Regions from separate parts of the Mus musculus genome. Here regions 2 and 3 are each linked to region 1. A link is a contact called in public Hi-C and Micro-C data. All regions are on one chromosome and are shown on one strand. The core of a region is the stretch at or near the end of the contact, and the rest is flanking DNA. Distances in the headings are between cores, read along the strand shown. Region 1 holds the start of Ust (uronyl-2-sulfotransferase). Region 2 has its middle 86 kb from the start of Gm30820. Region 3 holds the start of Sash1 (SAM and SH3 domain containing 1).

The links. A called contact is a pair of places that touch in the nucleus more often than the background predicts.
Region 2: a contact with region 1 is called in a Hi-C map of CD8 T cells, with 2.4 times the contacts expected there. The contact joins the enhancer-like site here to the promoter of Ust in region 1. A contact is called at or near these places in 1 of 484 Hi-C or Micro-C datasets (CD8 T cells) and 3 of 115 datasets of contacts at active chromatin or transcription factors (astrocytes, large pre-B cells and microglia).
Region 3: a Micro-C map of embryonic stem cells shows a contact between it and region 1, with 6 times the contacts expected there. The contact joins the promoter of Sash1 here to the promoter of Ust in region 1. A contact is called at or near these places in 3 of 484 Hi-C or Micro-C datasets (all in embryonic stem cells) and 1 of 115 datasets of contacts at active chromatin or transcription factors (extraembryonic endoderm stem cells).

The regions. Positions count from the first base shown.
Region 1 is chr10:8,517,144-8,520,299 of GRCm38.p6, reverse strand. Ust (uronyl-2-sulfotransferase) reads left to right here and starts at 1,475. Exons shown (of 8, transcript NM_177387.3): 1 at 1,475-2,150. The coding sequence starts at 1,901.
Region 2 is chr10:8,064,314-8,067,469 of GRCm38.p6, reverse strand. No RefSeq gene overlaps it. Among named protein-coding and RNA genes, the nearest start is that of Gm30820, 86 kb to the right of the region's middle. Within about 2 kb of position 1,544, at least 102 of the 459 cell types and tissues checked have an H3K27ac peak or open chromatin away from gene starts, as enhancers often do. A contact at or near this core is called in CD8 T cells and microglia, where this site is marked.
Region 3 is chr10:8,884,436-8,887,591 of GRCm38.p6, reverse strand. It overlaps Sash1 (SAM and SH3 domain containing 1), which reads left to right and starts at 1,522. Exons shown (of 20, transcript NM_175155.4): 1 at 1,522-1,868. The coding sequence starts at 1,734.

The sequences.
Region 1 (3,156 bases), core at 226-2,725:
AGGAGAACAGTCGTGGAGCTATGAGGCTCTTAACTGCCCCACATCTCCTGATTACTGGACTATTTAGAATGATTTGGGGATCAGAGTTGAGAGGCATCGGAATTGTGTGGCCTGAGCTAAATGCTGTTTTCTAATCCCAGGGAAACCATGAAGAAATCTGCCCAGTGTCATGCTGCAGTGGTTAATATATCTGTCTTGTTCACAGTCCTACCTACCTGCTTATGTCACTAAATGTCACTTCTGTTTCCAACTTAACTCAGCTTGGAAAAGAAAAACATTATTGGAGAACTGTCTCCAACAGATTGTTTTTTTGCTCCTGTCTGGGGAGCATTTTCTTGATTGCTAATTGATGTAGGGGGGCCAGGCCACAGCAGGCAGAGAGCCGTTCCTAAGCAGGTGGCCCTGGACAGTACAAGAAAGACGGCGGAAGGTGAACCTAGAACCCGCGTAAGCACATTTCTCCAGTTTCTGCTCCAGTTCCTGTCTCTAGGTTCCTCCTGCCTCACCTTCCCTCCACAATGGACTGTAACTGGTAAGCCAAACAAATTCTTTTTTTCCTCCATGTTATTTTGGGTCATGATGTTTATCACAGCAACAGAAAAACAATCTAGGACACTGGAATCACAATGTAACTCTTAGGCCATATCACTTGTGTATCTGGTGATTTGTAAAAACAAAAACGATTAAGTGTGTTTGATAGAGCAGCCCTGTTCTCGGATAGGTCTCTGGGAAGCTCCGTGGGCTCTTTCAGTTCTAGAAACTTCCCAGCGGTGGGAAGAGAGATGGTGAAACAGGTCTGTGAAGGCACAGAGCCTTCTCCTTTTATATCTGCTGTAAGGTCTTCCTCCAGTCAGTGGAGTACCCTTGTTTTCAGTGGAGTGCTTGTAAGACGAGGGAGGGCAAGAAAAAAGCGCCCTCTGATTCTGAGCCAAGGGCGTGAGCTATGCCTGGCTCTGCCGAAACCACCCACCTCTTGCCTTTTACCGTCCCGGCTAGGTCTTGAACCCATATCCCAGCACATTTTATATCGGCTTTTGGTAGGTGGGTCGCTTGGGATATAGAAAGAGAATCAAGTTCCCCAAATGAAAAGACAAACGTAGTCAAATCCTCCAAGGCGACTGTTTACGAGAGGGAAGTCAGCGGGCCCCAAGAGGTCGCTGGTAGCGCAGGAACCGAGACCAGATTGTAGAGAATGGAGGAGGAAAAAAAAAAAATCCACGCACCCAAAAACTTTCTTCCTTGTTGCTGATCCTCGGCCCCCTCCTCCCTCCCTGCCCGCCCCAGCAGAAGCCGTAATGTGACACCGAGTCCAGCGTCGAGCCCAGGGTTGGAGAGGGAAGGGAGGGCCGGGGAGGGAGGAGAGCGGGCCGTCTCGCGCCAGAGAGAAAGGGGAGGGGAGGAGAGGCGAGGAGGGAGGGAAGCCCCTGTCAAGGAGGTGGAGCGAGAGGGTGGTGTCCGCCTCCCGATCCTCCCTGCCTTGAGCTAGCCGAGCCTGAACTGGGACCAAACACACCGCCCGCGACCCACACAAAGCCCGGGGGGTCCACGCTGGCGCTGGAGGCGAGCCGGGAGCGAGCCCGGGGCGCGGCGGGACTTGGGGCGCAGGGCTGCTACGGGACGCGGGGCTGCTAGCAGGACGCGCGACCAGGCGTGGGTTGCGATCGCCACCCCCACGGCGGGGCCCGGGACATTTTGGGCCCTTTGGGGCCGCAGCGAGCGGTGGGGACCAAGACGAGCAGAGTACCCTGAGCCCGGCAACTTCGGCCCCTCCCCGCCCCCACCCGGCTGCCCTCAGCGCGTCCCTCTCCATGTGCAGACAGCCGGCTAGGCGCTCCGGCTGGCGGCGGATGGGTGACCTCTTCCTGGCCGGGGCGGGCTGTTCGAGGCGGCGGAGCCGGCGATGAAGAAGAAGCAGCAGCAGCATCCCGGCGGCGGCACGGATCCCTGGCCCCATGGGGCCCCTGTGGGGGGCGCCCCTCCGTGCCTGGGCAGCTGCAAGCGCCGGATCCCGCTGCTGCCTTTCCTGCGCTTCTCCCTCCGGGACTACGGTTTCTGCATGGCTACCCTGCTGGTCTTCTGCCTGGGCTCCCTCTTCTACCAGCTCAGCGGGGGACCCCCTCGCTTCCTGCTCGACCTGCGGCAGTATTTGGGTAGGGAAGGGCTGCGCCAGCCCCGCAAAGTTGGGCACTCGGGGAAAGGGTGATAAGCGGGGAACATCTAAAGCTGTCACGGCCACCACGGTCCCCGAGGCTCCCCAGGTGGGATGCCACTGAGCATCCCTCAGTGAGGCAGCTGGGAGCGCCTGCTTCCTACAGTACTCTGGGCTGCCCGCAGCGACGGGGGACTCCGGGCAGGTGTCCCAAGCCCGGACACCACGTACCTGTCCCCGAATCGCCACTCCAACTGGGGCAGAATAGACATGTGCATGTTTGTGAATATTTGTGTGTATGCTGGCCTGGCGGTGCGTGCACAGTCCTCTCTAGGATGTGGTTAACAACTTACAATCCTGTCCCGTCTGGCTTTTCCCTTCTGAGTTGTGTGGGCTGGTTTAACCCCGCTTTCCAGTCACTTTTAGATATTCTATCCACTGGGTCCCCCGTTTGTGAGTTGGCCCAGGTGATTCCAGTCTTTCCCTAGGTTGGTTTGTTCCTTGGCAGCACCTGCGCACCCCGCGGACTGCAGCGAGAGTGCGGGAGAAATTGGGGCTGTTTCTAGGTGCCAGTCAACTGTGCCGCCTTCGAAATTCCGCCCCGTATGTGTCTTAAGTCAACTTTTTTTTTTTTCTTTTTGGTTCGTGGCTGAAAAAGGAAGAGGTTGGAACCCAAGAAAACAGATTTCAGTGAGGTATGACCTCGCTGCTCTCTCATCCATGATTCTGAGTGCCAAGGCTTGGCCAGCACTCGCTCAGGTCCCAGGGATGATGCTGGCTCCTGTGCCTTGGCTGAGGGAGGGTGTAAATTCCTTGACTTCTGTGGCCAGGAGAGGTCGTGCGGGGGTTGTCTCTGAGGTGGTTTGAGTGGAAGAACCTACCGTGGTCATCTGCAGGTCCAGAGTCAGTTCAGGTGGAGACTCCATCAAAGTGCTGGGACCAGAATGGGCTGCCCAAGACTCATACAGTTACCTCAAAGGTCCCTTCCCTTTTGGTTCGTGGCTGAA
Region 2 (3,156 bases), core at 295-2,794, 450 kb after region 1:
ACCTGCACATTCACAATTATTGCTGCACTATCAATAATACCTTAAAATATAGAGCTGGGCTAGCTATCCACACACACACACACACACACACACACACACACACACAAAGTTTATTCAGCCATAAATAAAAGTGAATCACATTTGCAGGAAACAGATGCGACTGGACGTTAAATGAAATAATCCAGGCACAGAAAGACAAATGCTATTGTTTCTTTTCTTCTACCATCTAGACTTCAGTTCTTTGTTTGCTTATCTGTTTACTTATTTCTGTATGTGTGTAGGTCATGAAACTACAAAGGGAGCCATAAAAGCAGAAGAAGAAGTTTTAAGAGGGTGTAGGGAGAGAAGGCTGATAGGAATCTTTATCATGTATACGTGGCAGGAAAGCAGAAGTGGGCCACTGGAGGCCCCAGCAAGAGGAAATGGCACAGAGAAGAGGCATGAGGAATGAGAACAAATAAGAACAAGCATTAAGAAAATGCCAGAGTGGACCCATGTCTGCCCAGTCAACAAATCTTTAAAAAGATGCAGGAAAGTGGAAATTCAAATACCCTAATAACCTATTGTTACTCGGTAGAATGGAAAACTTGAAAAGAGCCATTGGTAAAGCAGAAAGATAAGTCCACTTACATACAGCTATTGAGAAGAGAATCACTATTTTTAAAAATGTGTATATATTTCAATATCTTTGGAAACATAAACATGTGTAAGTTCTGACAGTTAACCAGTATTTGAGATTCAGTCCTGTAAGAAAGGCACCAATACACAAGGTTGAGAATGTTTATTGAAATAGGATGTTCATCATGACACTATTGGATTATGAGAGGAAATGACAGCAATCTATCATTTGGGGGAATGTCTCGATAGGCCTAGTATGTACATACCACAAAATATCATATAAACATTAAAATAAGGACAGAGATAGGGTACTGATCATAAAGGCAGAGAAGAGTTGTTAGCTCTGATTTCATTTTGTCCTGTTAAACTGGGTCACATGGCCACTCTCAGCTGCAAAGGAGGCCCCAGAAAATAAATATTTGCTTGTCCAGTATGAGAAAGATAAGGACAAAGTGGTTGGGACAGGGTACTAGTGTCCTACCTTTTCCTACAGGGACTATGTTGCCTTTTGTTGTTGTTGTTGTTGTTGTTGTTGTTGTTGTTGTTGTTACTACTACTATTATTATTATTGTAATTTCTATCTTGCTTTCTCAAAGAGGAGCATGTGAGATGCGTGCTCCAAGCTATTCTTGAGGGAATGAATAAGAAAGCTTTAAGTGCCTCAAACATCTTATCACGGAAGAATGGCTATGAAGAACACCGGAGGGAAACTGAGTCTAGAGTTCGGTTAAGGAGTCTTGCATGAGTATCAGACCCCTTGCACTGCAGCACTGGTCACTGTCATAGCATGTATACTGGGCTTTGGGAGAGCCTGGCAGCCTGCTACCAATTAGACATTGCTCCCCGAGTGAGCTAAGAGCGTGCACCACACTCCAGCTAGAACCGGAAAGCGGAAGCAGAAGCAACTGTAAGATCTCACAGGAAGCCAAGCTTCTGTTCACTCTGGGAGCCCGGAAGTGGTCTCAGCAGATGGAACCAGTTCTCTGTTTAAGGGTTTCCTGAGGCCAAGTTTGCTAAGAGTTCTCATTTGCAACGTATTATGGGCTTTAAGGTGCAGGCATAGCAGAAGCCAGGCAATTATTGCCATTGCTTTGAAACAACGCATGTATTGTAAAGATTACAACTTCAAATAAAATCAAGCAAATGTTGCCAGTTTAAATGTTAGAAATGAGCAAGATTATCCCACAAAACCAGTACAGGCTGCACGAGCCAGCCAAGAAATAGGTGGATACCTACTGTGCCATCTCAGGTCATGGTATAAAAGGCCTAGCTGAGGAAATCCTGAAGGAGCAGATATGAGTGGAAGATGTCAGAATGAACGTTGGCAAATGGGTTTTCAAGGAAATCATCTTATGCCTATGGAAGCAGGGAGGAAAAGCTACTTAAAACAGATAGAAGCATACATCTTGATGATTTGTTTCCTCTTTTGCTTTTAGGTCTTCAAAATCATGTACTTGACCACCAATGCCCATGTAAGAACGCCATTCAAAATAACAAGTTCTCTGAATCCTTGGAGGGGAGATCATACATCAGAAGGCTGCTTCTGTTTTCCCAATCACACAAGATTATCCAAGTAATAGCTAAATAGCTGGTCCTTTGCCCACAATAAGAAGATAGCTTTTAGCAAAGTTTTGTGGTTCCATGGCTACTTTAAACCTGGGTGGTCTGAAAACCAAATAACCAGTCATTCTATTACTAATTTTTCTCAGTGCTAGTGGGTCACATGCCAGGCAATTTGTACCGGATTTTCCTGCTATTACCTTAAGTTTGCTTGTTGTTGTTTAAGCAGTCTTGGAAGTTCTAGAGCCTCTTAGAACTCGATTAGCTGTGAGGGAGCTGAAGATCCAAGGAACGCTATAAAGAACACTAAATAGCATTGCTCCTATATGCAGAGGCAATGTAATATGCTTAATTCATAATATAACTGCTGAATTTTGTTTATGCTTTATTTTTCTGAGACAGGATCTAGCTTTATAGCCAGGGCTGGTACGGAATTCGCTATATAGCCCAGGCTATTCTCAAAATTGCACCAGTCTTCCAGCCTTTGTTTCACCAGAGCTAGGATGTTAAAGGCTGGTACCCAAGAATAAACTCTTAAGAAAAAGAATCCAGGCATCATTGTAGGCAAGATGCTAAGCCTAAGTGTTTCAGTTAACTTGACAAGTTAGATCAATTGATGAAAAGGAAGTTAAAAGTTACATCCTCAGCAAAGGAAATATGGTTATTTTCTTTGTTTTATATTTGTGGTGCTCAGTCATTGCTGGGCAGGAAGAGGCAGGGATGCTGAACATGATGCATGGATGCAGGATGCAGCATAAGGATGGCAGATTATGGGTTTTGTTGACTCGGTCTGCCTTGGAATGCCACTTAAATGACATAAAAGAGAACATGTCCATGACAGGGCTAGGGCGATGGGCCAGACACTTGGAAGGATTTCAGACAGCAAGTATGTGGGATTGTATTGGGATAAAAATCTGTTTTTTATAGATCCCAGTTATCCTCTAATACAGCCTTATCCTAACTTATTACATCTTCAAT
Region 3 (3,156 bases), core at 273-2,772, 370 kb before region 1:
CTCTAGGGCTCTTCTTCAGTTACTACACTACACCACACACACACACACACACACACACACACACACACACACACACTACCCTCCCAACCAAAAAAGTTTGAGAAGGGGTGGTAAAATCTTGTGTGTGTACATTCACTTATACACATACCTGTGGACGGCAGAGTGATGTCAGGTGTCTTTCTCTACCATACACCACCTTATTTTTTGAGACATGATCAATCTCTCCATGAACCTGGAGCTTACCAGCTGTCTGGAATGGCAGCCACTAAAGCCACGAAAATCCCGATGTCTCTACTTCCCAGCCTTATAGGCCCATACTGCTATGCTAGGGTTTTACTTCTTTTTACGTTTTGACATTGTGGGTGAGAGCTATTCACCCATTACTTAGACTGCTGTTCTCAATGTATGAAAGCTGAGAAAGAGATGAAGACACTTCAGAAGTAATTGTTCTATCCGGGGGACCCTCACTTCATCCCCTCTCCACTCCACCTCCTTAATAAGGGGCAGATTCCGTGGGTTTCTTTAGTTTCACAAAGTGAGCAGCCACAAAATCAAATAGGATAGGCACTGTCATCTCTTAGAAAAAATTTTTTGATTGGTTTTTAAAAGGAGGAGGAGGGGGAGAAGAGGGAAAAAGGACCTCTTCAGGGATATTTCCCTCTGGCATTTTCACTTGATTAACATATCGAGGCCTGAACTGTGCATGGGCTTAGCGGCCATAAAATTAACTTTTATTTTGAACATACCCCTTGCCTGTTTCTTCCACGTAAAACAAAACAAAACAAAACAAAACAAAACAAAACAAAACAAAACAAAACAAAACACACCCTTACAGCTCAGAGAGGGTCTCATTTAAGTATCCGAAAACCCTAGAAGTGCACAGCACTGCGGCCACTCGGGAGCCGAAACGCCCGGACTTACGACCCAAACAATGGCTCGTGACCAGGCGAGCTTTGTCACACTTTGTTTTCCAAGAAGCCTGACAGACAGGACTGTAATTCCAGGGGTTGTCACCATACGGACTCCTCTTAAACTCGAACTCAGCGAGCGGCTTAAAGATTAACTTTCTGCAGTTTCAGTGGCGGAAGGCGCGGGTGAATGGCGCGATTGGGGACTTGTGCAGGGCCCCGGGCCCGTGGCGCGGTGGCGCTTTCAAAAGGCGATTTGTTGGCCAGGCTGAGGCTCATTTCCATGCAAAGCGCCTGACATCAGAGCACCTTTTGTTGCTAAACGCTTTCTTGAGCCTGGAGGGGAGGGAGTCATGTGGAGTTGGAAGAGCTCATTCTAAAGAGAGGGGTCCAGGACTAATTAGCCCGGGTCCACAGGCGTCACTGTCCCCTGCCCAGCCCTGCACAAACTCTCCAGTAGAGGCGAGTGGTGTGCCACCCGGAGCCGGTCCCCGAAGCAGGACGCAGCACCCGTGCGGTGTGGCTCTTGTCTCCCTGGTCCCGTGAACTCCCCGCCGCAGCCAGTGTTGTGGACTCTGCTCCAGCTACCCTGTTGCTGCGCGGGGCCGGGCTAGGAAAAGTTTCTGGAGTTGTCAATCGCGGTCGCCCGGGATCGAGGTGCCAGTCCTGGCAGTGGTGCTCGTACCCAGCGGAGCCTGGGGCATGCGACGCGGGGGCGCGGCCCGGTGACGCCGCGGGCGGGGAACTTGCGCCCCGTCGGCCGACGCGCTGCTGCGAGCGGTGGGCAGCGCGGGGACCCGGACGCGGACGCACGGGGACGCGGCCATGGAGGAGGACGCGGGAGCTGCTAGCCCGGCGCCGGAGCCTGAGCCGGAGGTGGATCCCGCCCGGGAGCTGGAGCCCGAGGCCGGTGTCTCCGAGTCAATCTCCCGCCTCTGGACCGACGTGATGGGCATCCTGGTGAGCTACCTGGGGAGGCAGGCGGGGGAAGCGGGGCTCACCCCTCGCCCACCTATTGGTCACCCTTCTTCTTTCCGCTGTATTCTCTATATAGGGGTTGAAACTGTAATTTAGAAAAACCAAACCAAACCAAACCAACCAAACAAAAAAAAAAAACCCCTACTTGTCGGGTCACATCAGAGACACCTCTTGAACAATCGACTGTAATTAGGGACACCTGCTTAGAAAAGTTGGCGTGGAAAAAGCCAGAAAGAGTAGATGTAAATACTACTTGTAAATATTTGGCGAGTGGACTCCTCATGGCCTCTCGGTATTGATGTTTATCCGCACAGGGCTTGTCCTGTGCCCATGAGAGGAAAACAACCGTTTCCTTGTGCAGAACTACCACGGTGTTTACTTGCTCTGCCCTCAGCTCTTCTAGTTTGTAGAATTACAGGATATTTGTTTTATATGTTTGGCGCTGAGAACAATAAGGCATATATTGCTGAATCTGTGCTGATAAGGGGTTTTGAACTGCCGGGCGTGGTGGCGCACGCCTTTAATTCCAGCACCTGGGTGGCAGAGGCAGTCGAATTTCTGAGTTCGAGGCCAGCCTGGTCTACAGAGTGAGTTCCAGGACAGCCAGGACTACACAGAGAAAATCTGTCTCGAAAACAAAACAAAACAATCCCCCAAAAACAAAAACAAAACAAAAACAACAACAAAAAAAACCCAAAATCAAAAACAAAACAAAACAAAACAAACAAACAAAAAAACCCAAAAACCAAAACCAACCAACCAACCAAACCCCCCCAAAAGAGGTTTTGAACTGGCCAGTGGTTAAAACTGCCTATGGATTTATCTTAGTTCTGGAAAGTAGTTCTACTGAGGATGAAATTTTACCTTGGATGGATAGGGTGTTAGCCGTGTCTCTGGTGTTAGCCGTGTCTCTTTAGGAACGATATAGTTTTCTTCATAGTGGTTAAGGTCTTGGGCTTTGGAGCGAGTTAGTCTGGTTCAAATCCCTGCTCCCCAGGGTTTTAGCAGTGCCTCTTTGGGCACGATACAGTGTTTAGTTTTCTCCATAGTGGTTAAAGTCTTGGGCTTTGAAGTTAGTTAGCCTGGTTCAAATCCCTGCTCCCCAGTTGTCTGTCTACAATTACCATATCAAGGTCATTCACTCCTGACTCTCCAATTCACTTGAAAAACAGGAAGACATGTGTCTTGGGTTTTATGAGAGGCACTATGTCCATGTGTATGATGCACTCAGCATATTGCCAGATGAATGGTAGATGGTCAATGAATACAG